2 separate regions of the Arabidopsis thaliana genome follow, and region 1 is linked to region 2. The links are chromatin contacts, called in public capture Hi-C maps. All regions are on one chromosome and are shown on one strand. The core of a region is the stretch at or near the end of the contact, and the rest is flanking DNA. Distances in the headings are between cores, read along the strand shown. Region 1 holds the start of AT1G30200 (F-box family protein). Region 2 holds the start of GA2OX2 (gibberellin 2-oxidase).

Evidence for each region. Capture Hi-C pulls out chosen DNA fragments and counts their contacts.
Region 1: a capture Hi-C map of shoot shows a contact between it and region 2, with 2.2 times the contacts expected there. A contact is called at or near these places in 1 of 26 Hi-C or Micro-C datasets (callus) and 2 of 3 other capture datasets (seedling and shoot).

What each region holds. Positions count from the first base shown.
Region 1 is chr1:10,623,580-10,626,296 of TAIR10.1, reverse strand. It overlaps AT1G30200 (F-box family protein), which reads right to left and starts at 1,297. Exons shown (of 2, transcript NM_202211.3): 1 at 1-1,297. The coding sequence starts at 1,150. The coding sequence ends at 11.
Region 2 is chr1:10,536,142-10,538,841 of TAIR10.1, reverse strand. GA2OX2 (gibberellin 2-oxidase) reads right to left here and starts at 1,385. Exons shown (of 3, transcript NM_102743.3): 1 at 661-1,385; 2 at 112-454. The coding sequence starts at 1,073.

The sequences.
Region 1 (2,717 bases), core at 48-2,547, 88 kb before region 2:
TAATGCGAAATCAGAACGAGTTCATCTCCAAACAATAAGTCCTCCTCTTGATCAACATCTTCGCCACAGTCCCAAACGGTTCCTCAAAAGCATCAGACAACCAAGAAGCATCACAAACTTCCTTCTTAGACTCACTCGGCCTAATAGCCACCAATGTCGCACCTTTCAACACCGTCCCATCAGGTAAATCCAATTCCGGAGCATACCACAACCTCATATTCAACGCAGGCACAAGCGTCCTCTTCGAAGCAGAAGAAGCTGATAAAGGAGTAACTCTAAGCTCTTCAAGCTGTTCTCTATTCATACACAAAACACCTTGCCCATCAGCATCAGATAAAACCAAACGATCTAACGACTTATGCTCATTGATAATCGGTTGAAGAAGATAATGCCGAGCCGACGCAGCGATTAACGAGCTTATCGTCCAAACCACACGAAGCTTAAGCCCTCCATTAGTGTAAAACGACTCAGGTATGTTACCATTGTCTTCATCAACCGAATTCTCATGATTCTTCACTGAATTCGACTGAATCACCGAAGATGCTCCAAGTATCATACAATTATCAAGCGTAGATCCAAAATCAGCTCTCCATTTCAACAATATACCATCCTCGATACCTAATTCTCCTGTAGGAAGTTCGATTTTCAAAAACCGAATCTCACCGAAGTTTTTCAATACCTGAGTCGGAGAGTGATGCGTTACGCCGATCTCATCGTTAATCGCTGAAAACGACGCATCGAACGAAGAAGACGATCGTTTCGGTCCTAGAATCTGCCCTAACATTTGAAACGGTTTGAAAATTGGAGCGAATACGAGACGGAACAAGGCGGAGAAGGAGCCACCAGCACCGCCGGCGTCTGAGATCGATGCAGTGTTTAAAGAGAATCGATGATTCTCGTCGGAGGAAGAGGAATCATCGTCGGAGATAACACAATCAACACGGACGAGAACGTTCTCAACGAAAGGGACGAGAGAGTGGAATCTACGAGATACGATGCAGCAACGGCCGAGATCTTTGACGTCGGCGACTTTGTCGAAGATTAAGAGGAGGAGAGAGTCAGGGAGGAGATCGAAGTGGTCGAAAGAGGTTAGAGATTGAGGTTCTGGGTGGATTCGTGAAACCGGATCGGAGCGAAGAAGGTAAGACATGGCTTTGGGGGATTTTTCAGAGTGTGAGATCTGAGGAGGAAGAGAGAGAGATGGGAGAAGACTCCATTGATGGATTGATTTGGAGAAGATGAAGAGGTGTTGGCTCGTGATTGTTTTTGTCTTTTAGTGAGAGCAAAGAGAAAGAAGTGTTTTTATTTTTATTAATGAAATGTGATATTATCTCATTTTTGCATGAGTTTATGAAATTAATTATGGATTATGAGAAAAAAAAAAAAACTCTTAATTATTAAAATAGTTTCGCAATTGCGTCGGTGTTTTTTTTTTTACGAACTACTGTTACTATTTTAAGAAATTGTAAGTTCTCTTGATTATAAATAGTTTCGCAATTATGTAGATGTTTTACCAATTATGATATATTAAAATTTTTGTAAGTTCTTATTTAATCCGTGATATCATAAAAATGAATTAAAATTATATAATAGATTTTGGAGTTGGATCTATTTTTATTTTAGTAAAATTTCGTTTTTAATTTTTTTAAATACAAAATTAATATATAAATATAAGGATGATTTAACTGAATAACCATATTTGATAAACAAATTAAGAATATAGCACCATATGTATAGAAATTAAGAAAATAGCATGTAAGGATAAGGAAAAGACAATTTTAGTGTTGAATTGGAGGTGAGATGATTTAGTAACACTTACTTTAGTTTTCACCTATTTGTTTTTTTTTTGCTATATCTTTTCCAAAATATAAATTCCAGTTATAAAATTTCTTAGAAAAAACCCTATGTTTTTTTGTACATACAAAATAGTTTGAATTCTTAAAATCGGATCTGAATTTATAAAATAGTAAATAGTGTTTGTAAGTAAAAACATGTACTATTTTGGATAGAAATAAAATGTTGTATTATACTATTTTGGATGTATAGAAAAACTATACCCTAAGATACAACTTTGTAGTTTGTCATTTTCGTTTGTTTGTTATGTGATACAAAAAAAAAGAAAAAGAGAAGAGATTGAGAGAAGAAAGAAAAAGAAATGAAAAAGAGAGAAGAGAAAGAGGGACTTAGAATGAGGTGGAGAGAAAGAAGTAAATATGCCATTATTATATATAATATAGAGAGTATAGCTGATATTTTTGCCTTGTGTTACTTTCTTAATTTATAAGTTTTTGTTAGTTATTCTTGCAAATTTCCCTAAATATAAAACTGTCATTCTAAAAGAATTGAAGTTTAGTTTTAATGTTCTTTTCACTAAAGTCTTCCATAATTTAACGATTCTGCAATATAAATATTCAAAATATTACACAATACTTTTTACAAAAGACAAATTACATAATTTAGCGGAAATAGATATAAGGTTTTAAAAGTTTTTTTTGTTAAGTATCACTGTATAAATTTATTAATTAGAACGAACAAAATCTTGTTTTTTTCCTATTCATTTGATTTTTTTTTGTTGGAAAAAAATGATTTCTTAGATTTTAAAAATATTTTAATATATATTGAATTTTTGCATTTAAAATTAAATTATTGGTTGGAGTTGAACGAGAGAGAAGGCTACTGACTACTGTAGTGTTTGTATTACTGTCTCCGTCATGAGT
Region 2 (2,700 bases), core at 136-2,635:
GCAGAGAATGTCACAAACACAAACATCAAATCTTAAATACATAAAATTATCAAACTAATTTTAGATTTTTAAATATATATAAAAAAAAAGAAAAAAGAGAGGAAAAGGGACCTGAAGAGCATCTCCAACATTAATGAAGAAAGAAGAGTGATCAGGAGGGACAGCGACCCAACTTCCATCTTTCACACAGATTTGAAGACCCGCCGTGTTATTAGATCTTAGCACTGAGATTATCTGTGGGTCTGTGTGTTCCCCAAACCCCACCTTCACCATCTTCTCCGCCTCTTCCTCCGCCGCCGGATAATGGTTTAGTCTCAGGCACGAGTCACTCTTCTCATCTCTCAGCATTTTACTCAGAGTGTCCCTTGGCTCTATCCCTAGTTCTTCGGCAACCATCTCCAACACCTTGTACGACACTTCCTTAATCTCCTTCATGTACTCCTCCACCGACTCACTGTTTATATTTGTTTACTCACAACTGTCAGATTGTTTCAATGAAGAAAAAAGTAGTACTAGCTAGAAGATGAAAAAAACAAAACAGAGTGCTCTGTTTCTTGAAATGTATAAAGAAAAGGAGTGATGATTTATTTAGAACAAAGATTTGTTTTTAACAGTATCTTAAGTGAAAATAAGTGATGTAACGTTGTTTTTTGAGATTACCGGAAAATTTGAGGGGTTTGACGGAAAACGGCGGAGGTTTTAGGAGAGGAGAGCTGAGGATTAGCATTGAGGAGGAGATACTCAATCCAACCAACGTCACCGTTTGGTCCAATCCGTTTATTACCATAACCGTACGGTTCAGGTGGACCGGCCCGGTTTTTAAGAGACTGAGGCAAGCCGAAGAAGCCAATAGCCTCCTGCTCTAACCGAGTCATGAGTTCGGGTCGGACTCCGTGGTTTACGACCTTGAAGAACCCGAACTCCTCGCAGGCTTTTACGATTCGGGTTTTCGCTTCCGGATCGGCTAGGTTGACGACGGGGATTGAATGGGAAGTGAGAACCGGAACCGGTTTGTATGTGGGGATTAGGGAGATGTGGTTATCTAAAGTGACTGGCTGTGGCAAAACCACCATGTTTGGTTTTTGTAGGTTTACACTTAACTTGCAAAATCTTTATAAAAAGAAAGTTGTTGAAGATTGAAGCAAAGGTTGAGGAAGAAGAAGGAAAAGTTTTTGTAGTTATGATTTAGGAACTATCGAGGAAAGCTATTTTGCTTGGCATTTATAGGGAGTGGTATGTGGGGGATGACGGAGAAAAGGTTACGAAATTTATAAAATGGTTACTATGATTTTTTAATTTATTTATTCTAAGATATTATATGATTATTTGGTCATATTTATTTTTATTTTGCATGTCGAGTCTATTCTTGTATCTCGCACACATGGAAATACAGCGTGGAGTTTTTGTTTTTATTTTCTTATTTGGGTTTATGAAATCGAAGTTGGTATAGTGAGAATATGGTATTGGTATGGTCCTGTTTTATGTTTTTTCTTTTTGCATTTTACATTTGACTAATCACGTATTCACGCGTATGGATTGTCGACAAAGGAAGAAAAGAATCACGGGTCGTAGTTTTACTTAATTAATTCTTGACTCGAAATGTTTCAACAATTTCACGATTATAATGTACAAGATAAAGTTATGCTTTATGTAAGAAAAAGCTATAGTCTTTTGATGAAATTTCTTTTTTCGTTAAAATGAAAATACAAAATATATGTAGAGAAAACACTACTATTTAGTATTAGGGATATTGTCAAGCCCACAATCTAATATTTAGGTCACTGAAATTAAAAAGATATTAATAATAAGGAACGTGACTAAATGCTTTTACAGGAAATATATTCCTACGTAGATATTGTTGAAGATAAAACCCATCGATAAAGTCTTCTATATTTAGCTCTTTTCTAACGTGCTACTAGAAATAGTTAAACTTGAACAGGGTTATAGATTGGGCGGTGAGTGAGATTCTCAGATTCACACGATAGAAAAAACAATTGCATCTTGCCAATCTTATGAAATATTGTCATTCTTAAAAAAAAAAAAGCATTGCCATTCTTTATTAGTTAATAATTTACTGGAATCACTATTATTGTATTCGAGTCAGTAAAATGTTAGTATATTTATAATATTATCAAATTAAGTTAAAGCAAATGGGAAGTCGACATATTTTCGGTGGTAAGACTTGGACGCCAAGGCTTCTCTCCGACGCGCAGTAATTAACTTTTGTTTACTCTATTTAATTTATTTGTTCAATAATATCTAAGTGCATGTAGGGTTGGGAATATATATACATATATAATTTTATTTTGAACATTCGGGTTGAAATATATATTTTTACCGTTTTAGGGATGAATTTGAAATCAGAAGTATACAAATTACAAATTCTAGGTTTAAATCAAACTGCCAGAGGGAGCTCTTAATATATCTAAACAAAAAAATTATTATTTTAGATATACTGTGAATCATGATAAATAAACCTTGCACTCGAAACAAATAATTCATTGTTACATGTATTAACGATTATTTCTGATACATAATGTAATCTTTATTGCTTCCAAAATTCGATGTAGGTGCTTTCTGGTTGTAGGTTCTCTCCGGTTTCTCGGTGGTGAATTATTACCAGTAAGAGTATGGTGGTTAAAATCATAACCTCATGTGTTTCCTAGGATTTGGTTTTGATGTGGTCGTATTTAACTATTG